2 separate regions of the Arachis hypogaea genome follow, and region 2 is linked to region 1. A link is a contact called in public Hi-C data. All regions are on one chromosome and are shown on one strand. The core of a region is the stretch at or near the end of the contact, and the rest is flanking DNA. Distances in the headings are between cores, read along the strand shown.

Region 1 (4,448 bases), core at 1,080-3,579:
ACTTCAACCAACCTCCCGATGAGATCGTTAAACACTTTGTTCATTAGCCTCTGGTAGGTCGCTCCTGTGTTCTTCAGTTCGAACGGCATCCTCCTGTAGCATTAAGTGCCCCTGGCGTTATGATTGCCATTTTTCCTTGTCAGGTCGGTACATCGGTATCTGGTTATATCCAGAGTACGCATCCATGAAGCTCAGGAATTGATATCTTACTATCGCATCTACTAGGACATCGATGTTTGGGAAAGGAAATGAGTCCTTGGGACACGCCTTGTTGAGGTCCAAATAATCGACACACATTCTCCATTTCTCATTGGCTTTTTTGACAATGACTACATTCGACAACCACGTCAAGTATTCAAGTTCCCTGATAAACCCAGCTTCTAACAGGCTGGCTTTCTGCTTGGCCACCTCATTAGCTCTCTCTTAGGACATCTTCCTTCGCCTCTGAGCAATGGGCTTGGCATCTGGCTTTACGGCAAGCCGATGAGACATGAAGTCGATGTCCACTCCGAGCATGTCGGCTGGGGTCCAGCCGCCTTCATGAGGGGTTCTTTTAGGTTTTGGGGGAGGTTCCTATTCACATAGGTGAATTTTTCCTCTGTGTCCCCGACCCAGAACTTCTCCAAATCTCACTCGGGCTCGAGCCTCGGCTTGTCGTCCACTCTGGTGTCTAAGTCGGCCAGAAATACCCCAGATGCTTCCTTCGATTTCTTTCTCAAGGAGAGGCTGGCGTTGTCGCATGCAACCGCCATTTCTAGGTCTCCCCTGAGGGATCCAACGGACCTGTTGTTAGTAACAAACTTCATAATAAAAAACTTGGCGCATATCACAGCGGAGAACTCATTAATCGTCTTCCTCCCCAGGATAACGTTGTAAGCTGTGGAGTCCCTCAAGACTACAAATTCCGCCGTTATCGACCTCTTTCCTTCTCCTCCCCCGATACAAACCGGGAGGGTGACTATCCCGTCAGGTTTTATAAAGTTGTCTCCTAGACCTATGATCCCATATTGATGGGTTTTTAAGTCAGTCTCTCAGAGTCCTAGGGCATCGAACACGTTCTTGAATATGATATTGGAGTTAGCTCCAGTGTCCACGAGGATCCGCTTGACCAAGGCCGTTCCGATTCTTGCCATGATCACCACAGGGGGTTTTTCGGGATGTCATGAAACCACTGGTCTTCTGGCCCAAATGATATTCTCGGAAGTTCCCTGGACGGGGGCCTATGGCTCCCTGATGATACGGCCAAGACTCTGGTGTCCTTTTTGGTAGCGGACCTTGATCTGAGGGGCGCGTTTCTCCCAACCACGATGTTGACCACAGTGAGGGCATTGTCTACGTATTCGCTAGCCCCTTGTCTCAGCTTCATGGCCAGGTCTTGATCATCCTTGAAACGTTCGTGCCCCCTTTGCCTAGGCTCCCTTATGAACTGGGAAAACTTAGTCAGCTTGCCATCGCGGATGGCTTTCTCCAAGGCGTCCTTTAGATCAAAACAATCCTGGATTTATGGTAAAAAACTTTGTGGTAGTCATAGTACAAGCTCTTGTTCCCGCTTGTTTTGTCTTTCAGCTATTGGGGGCTTCAACAAGATACCCTTGTTAGCGATCTACTGGTAGACTTCCACGATTGGGGCCGTAAGAGAGGTATAGTTTGAGAACTTTCCAACTCGAGGGAAAGGCTTGAAAGGTTTAGCTGATCCTCCGTCCTTGGAGGGTTCTTTCGACCTTTCCTCGTGCCCGGGTTGACGGGGGGGAGGGTTGGCCTGTTGTCGCTTATTGGACACCACCACCTGGCGAACCTCCTCATCATTAATGTACTCTCTGGCCACGTTCTGGATGTCTTGTATTGTCCACACGGGCTTGGTAGTAAGGTTCTTTCTGAAGTCTTCATTTAACAAATCGTTCATCAGGCATAGGCTGGCCACTAAGTCGGTCAAGCCGTCAATTTCTAGGCACTCGTCGTTGAATCTATCGAGGAACTTCCTAGTCGGCTCCCCGGCTCTTTGGGTGACCCCTAAAAGGTTAATAGGGTGCTTAGCTTTGGCAATGTGTGTGGTGAACTGTGCTAAAAAGCTGTGAGTTATGTCCGAGAAGGTCGTAATGAACCCTTGAGGAAGCGCATTGAACCACCAAATTGCCGGTCCTGCCAAGGTCACAGAAAAAGCACGATACCTCACCGCATCACCAATACCCTCGAGGTTCATCCTGGCCTCAAAGGCCGTCAGGTGTTCCTGAGGGTCCTGGGTTCCATCATATCTCATATCCGTTGGCTTGTCGAAGTGTTTCGGCAGCCGAACCTTGAGGATGGAGGGGTGAAAAGGGGTTGCTCCCATGATTATGGGGTCTCGTCGCCTTCTCGGACTCTTTCTATTTTCGCCTTGGCCCTCCGACCCATCATGGGTCGAGGGAGGTCGAGCGTCAGCTCTACGCCTGGTACGGTTCCTCCGAGGGCTTCTTCCCCAAGCTTTCGATCTCCTTGGGGAGTTCGGGTACGGGAAAGGCTCGGGCTGGGTCGGTAGCGATCCTTGGCGGCTAGCTCCCTCTTGAGATTTTGCACTCGGTTGCGTAATTCCTGCATAATCTTTGCGTTGTCATCACTCGTACCCCCGAAGGGGCGCCTTTCATGGGAGCTGGAAGGAAGGTCATTTTTACGAGAGGGGGTTCTCGTGCGCTCACGAGAGGAGGTCATCGAGGCTATCCTGCTCATCAAGCGAGTTCCCTCCCCCTCACACACTTCCTCCTCTTCCCACAGACAGCGCCAATGTTCAGTGGCTCGGGGTATCGAACGGGTTGGATCTAGAGGCAATGAAGGTGTGGGTGACTGTGAAATGGGTGTTGGAGAGCTCCGGTGAATGACTCCTCCGCCCAGACGAGGGGAGGATGAGGTGGGGCCACCTGGAAGGACTCTAACGCTCAAGTCAATGTCCATACAAGAGGCGGCTATTAAGGTTAAGGTTAGCTGACGTACCTCTGGAGAAGGGTAGGGTCTTCCCTTTATATAGTCTGTCCTGGAGTGGGTCCCACACGGATAGACCCTCTATCTTGGAAGTTTTCTTTCCAGCTGTCCAGGTTCACGCGGGAGAGGGGGGTGACGTTCGGGTCACCTCCCGAGCTCGGGTTCGGTAAACCGTTGAGTCGGCCGGACGTTTGGACCCGGGTCTTTGGTCTGTTGGACTGGATCAGAATAATAAATTTCAAAAACTTATTTAATTCTAAAAATATTATTAATATAGAAAAAGAAGCATAATATAATAACATCCTAGAAAAAACAAGTAAGTATGTAAATAGAACTAGGTTTTGTTGAGCAACCCTAATTGCGAGTATATTCAGATAATATTCTATCAGCACTCGAAGCAATATTTTTGTTGCTTTAGCTTTAATATGATGGAGCAAGCAACGGTTGAGAGTATATAGCAAAAATGGGCATACTCACTACTAGGCTTTGCATTTCTTTACGTGGACAAGTACTGGACAAGCCACAACCCACCAAAGTCCTAAAGTTGTTGAAGATTCAGAGGATAAGATATATATTACAATTAACTGTCTGGTCGTACATCACACCAATGCAAGTTGAACTTCATAGGATTCTTTTATTTTTTTTTTCCCTGTTCTTTGCAGTTGTATATATTTAGATACAGTATTTGGTTTTAATGATTCAATTTAAGTGTGACGGGAGAAAGTATAGAATAGTTTGAGTTTTTTACTCTCGTTTGTGTTGTTATGTTCACAAGAAGGACAAGCAGGGTAAGCAGGAACTAGGAAGAGTTAATTATTAAAAAATATATCAAAATTATTAAAAAAATATATAATTTAGATAATACTATCCTTTTAATAATCTTTTTTTACTATGAGCCTTCTATTGGCCTATAAATATATACTGATTTGGATCGATTTAGATAGAAAAATTGATATAATTTTTTATGATTTAAATACTATTGATTTAATTTTTATTTTCCAATTGAATCCATTAGTTAGATAATTAACTTTCATTCTTTAACAAACTTTATCATTTTAGTAATTGTGTCTCAAATCTCTCGATTATACTTTTTTGTTTGGTTCTCTAACGTTGAACGACAAACCATGGAATTCAATGATCTTGATATTGATAAGCAATAATTTCTGAGAATTATCCATTTCAATTACCACGAAATAATTTCTTCCACCTTTATTCTTCTTTCTTATGTATATGAAGTGCGCAAGAATCTAATCCTCGGCCTAAAAGTGAACTGCCTTTATGTGCATTCTTGCCATGATGCCTCTTTTTTTTTTTTTTTTGTTAAGCTTTGGGTTTTGTTATTTTCTGGACATCTTTTTTTCTGTACATTTTGTTTCTACCCAAAACAGTTGCCAAAGTTTTTAAAATTGGATACTATCGTTTTTAAAATTTCGAAATACACAAAATAATTTTTAATATTAATCTTTATTAGATAATCCGGTCACAAATATTCTCTT
Region 2 (4,074 bases), core at 610-3,109, 200 kb before region 1:
ATGTATAAAATTCACCATGTACAATGTACTCCAGATGTTTTTATTTTTTATTTTTAATTTTGGACATGATGTACCCCAGATGTTTTTTTTTTTTTGGACGGGTTACCCCAGATGTTTAAAGAATGGTTTTCGGTATTTATAAAGCCTTACCCATAAAAAGTGAACCGAACACATAGGCATAGCCTTCATTTTTTTGGTTCTATGGGGTCATGTTCTTTGTTGAAATGAAGAGTCTGTTTTGGTCCAAAGTCAAGAAGCAACGTCACATTGTTTTTGTCAGAAGCAACGTCACTTTAAAACAGGATGGGAAGGTCCAATATTGCTTCCGAAACAGGCAACTAACATGGACCCCAATTTTCCTTCTGAAGCGGGTTGGATTTCCTTTCTCTTATGGTCTTTCAAGATTTCAAGGGTGTTGGGCTTCTAGCTCCGTTTTCCACCAAAAATAAAAAGCTTGAAAGGCTTTTTAGTTTTTAGCACTTGAGCTTGCATTACTTTCAATTTTTTCGATCATAATTTCTTAAGAATAGTCAATTTGGGCTAATGTAATAGTTAGTTTATTAATTTGTTTAAATGAGTGTCTGTATTTAAAACTTTGACTTGTTAAATTAAAAAAGGGGAAGTATGAGGAGCCAATGAAATATTTATATAATGTGTACAATGGAGGTTTATAGAGTATTAGAGATATAATTATTAGTGTTACATTTTTCCATCGGCTGAAGCTTTTGGGATGAGTGGTATCATGACATGGTATTAAAACGCTAGATCCGAAAGGTCAAGAGTTCGATTCTTAGTGAACTCAAAAATTAAACTAATTACACATTGTACAAATAGTTCATTGTCTCCCTAGCGAGATCCATAAAAAACTATAAGTAATTTTCTTAAAAATTATTTCGTGGGTCATTATTAAAAATTGGTCAATGCATGATCATTCACGTATTGAACAAATATTATGTTATGTTATATAAGAGATTATCATAAAAATTTTAAAAATTAGTAAAAATTTTCATGTATGATAAAGATTCATTTGGTTAAATTTTTTTAATATATTTTAATGAGATGAATTTATCAAATAAAATAAAAAATTAGAATTAATTTAGTAATTAATATTTATTTTAAAATTAAAGTATTTAACTAAAATTTTTTATATAAAAAATATGATAAAATTATACGATCCAATAAAGTAATTAAACTAAGATTAATTATTTTAATAATTAATTATAATTAATATAAATATACAAAAATATACGTTGACTTTCTAGTATTCAGCTATCACTTCTATTAGAACTTTACCGGCGAGTTTGATTGTGCAATTCTTTTTTGTTGCGTTTTAATCTCATTGCGCCACTAAAAATAGTTCTCAAGACAATTTTCCATCTTGAAGTATTATCTTTTTAAAAATGTTACTTGTCCTTTAATCTTTGGTGAGTTCTTTTAAGAATTTATTATTATTTTTTTGGTGACTTAAGAATTTATTATTATTTAATAATTTAAATATTCACTTTCACATTTTATTTATTCAAAAAATTTAAAAAATTTATTTATTTTTTATTTTTTCTCTTCTCTAAAAACTTAATAAATGATACTATTTAAAAAAAATTTAATTATACTGTTTTTTTAGCAATATCGATCTAAGTCTAGGTTATTATATTTACTATTTAGTAGAAACTCATGTATAGTTATATTTATATAAAATTTCTAGTTAAAAATTATTAGATAATAATTTAATTAAATATGTCAAATTATCTAATGGTTTTTGACTAACAATTTCGTACAAAAATAAGTGAAAACTCAGGTGCATCCAACTTCACATGAAGTTGATAGTTGAGAATCGTTAAATGATTTGACTGATTTGATTAAATTTTCATCTAATAACTTTTAACTATCAACTTCACATGAAGTTGACTGCACATGAATTTTCACCATAAAATTGAAATAAAATTGAAAGTAACTGAGGATTTTCACCGGATTTTCACCTTTAGTAGTAGCCGTCCAAGGAATCATTGCATCCAATGACTACACCGATCATAAACCGTTCCATTTGTCCCATCTTCAATTTTTATTTTTAACGTCATACTTACTAACTCTCCCTCCTTGAACTTTATGATGTCTTATCCCACATCTATTATCGCCACTCATTTTGCTATTAAATCCTCCTCCTTGATTGCTTAATGTAATTTCTATGTTCAACTCTTTCTTCTTCCTTTAGCAAAAGAGAGACGTTAAGAGCACACAAATTAAATGGCAGATTGGGCTCCTGTAATTATTGGTTTAGTCCTGTTCGTGGTGTTCTCGCCAGGTTTACTGTTCCAGCTTCCGGGCAAAGGACGTGTGGTGGAGTTTCTCAACTTTCAAACCAGTGGCATCTCCATATTTGTCCACTCTCTTCTCTTCTTTGGATTCATGGTTATTTTCCTCATTGCCATTAATGTTCACATTGGTAGCGGATGAAGCATTCAGCATAGTCACTTTACTTGGACATGAACTTTTTTCTATGTTTCTTAATTTGTCTTTGATTATATATATATACACACATGACAAAGGTTGCTAATATGGTCAATATCTTGCTTCTTAGAGCACTTTTCTTCTTCTTTTTTGTGATTAATTACTTGATATATTCAACTCACATACAATCCTGTGATTTTGTTATTGTGTCATAGAGATTCTTATTTAATTATAACATCGTGTTATTTGTGCACCTAAAAAAATTACTACCAAATAAAACCAAAACAAGAAATTTACATGAGAGAAGCACAAAAAATCAATTACGTTGTACCATTTTCTCTAGTGTAACCATCAATTATGTTACATATATAAACACGAAAAAATCACATACTAATTAATCACTTAAATAAAAATCACATTTTCACATTTATAATCAAAAGTTAACTCTTGATAATCGGTCATAGGGTTGGAAGTGAGCCGAGCTGAGGCAAGCTAGACCAAGCTTAAGCTCGGCTCACAAAAATTGAACTTGGCTCACGACTCGACTCATTAACATGCAAGTCTATTTTTTAAACTCAAGCTCGTCTCACCAAAAGCTCACGAGCTGGCTCAAATAATAGAAAGATAAATACATAATCTATAATTCTATATTAATAAATTATAACTTATATATTTTAAAAAATATTTAAAAAGATTAATTTTATATATTATTATCTATCAATAAATTATAAATTTTTTATTTATATCTTACATCAAAATTATATGTAAAAAATAAATATAAAATTTTAAATAATTAAGATCATTAATATATATATATATATATATATATATATATATATTACTATTTCATATGTATATATATAATATTAAAATATAGATTAAATGCATATAAGATATGTGTATTAATAATTATATATATATATATAATCGAGTCAGCTCACGAGCTAATGAGTTGAGCTTAATTTTATGAACTCAATTTCAAGCTCAAACTTGACTCACTAACTCACAAGCTTAACTTATTGAGTTATTAACGAGTCGAGCTCGTATTAACTTATGAGCTGGCTTGACTCACTTTTAGCCTTACTCAGTCATATCAAATTTTTAAAAAATTTAGATGAAATACTTTAGCTTTTAAAAGAATCTAATACATAAATTAATTCTTAAAGTTAACTATCATCAGTCACTAACATTCATTGATGAGGTGGAACATTGAGTCTCGCACATGCCATTAAATATCACATATAACGATGAAATTCATGAAAATATATTAATTTTTAAGAATATAAAGACGACGATTTGAAATCTTTAAAATGGTGTGTTTTGAGAACAAGAATTTTAATATTTTTTTTCTTTGTATTTAAACCTTGAAGGTGAATGAATAGAATTCAATCGAATGTACGGTTAGAAACATTCAGATGTATAAAAATATTTTAAAAGTTTAATTTTATTAATAAGCTAAATTCAGATGTACAAAATAATTTAATAGGCTTATTATGTTTTTTTTGAGTTTGTTAAAATATAAATAAATATAAAAATAATCTTTTATAATTAAAATAGTTATTAAAATTTTTTAATTTATTATACTTTATAAATATTTTTTATATTTTAAATACTTTAAAAATTTAGATA

What was found. Hi-C and Micro-C count contacts between places; a contact is called where the count stands out from the background.
Region 2: a Hi-C map of an unstated tissue shows a contact between it and region 1, with 4 times the contacts expected there. The contact joins the promoter of LOC112698256 here to the promoter of LOC112805822 in region 1. A contact is called at or near these places in 2 of 8 Hi-C or Micro-C datasets (leaf and an unstated tissue).

What each region holds. Positions count from the first base shown.
Region 1 is chr6:101,824,796-101,829,243 of arahy.Tifrunner.gnm2.J5K5, reverse strand. LOC112805822 reads right to left here and starts at 2,329. Exons shown (of 2, transcript XM_025848152.1): 1 at 1,616-2,329; 2 at 1,136-1,495. The coding sequence starts at 2,329. The coding sequence ends at 1,136.
Region 2 is chr6:102,022,046-102,026,119 of arahy.Tifrunner.gnm2.J5K5, reverse strand. It overlaps LOC112698256, which reads left to right and starts at 1,859. Exons shown (of 1, transcript XM_025751579.2): 1 at 1,859-3,119. The coding sequence starts at 2,242. The coding sequence ends at 2,451.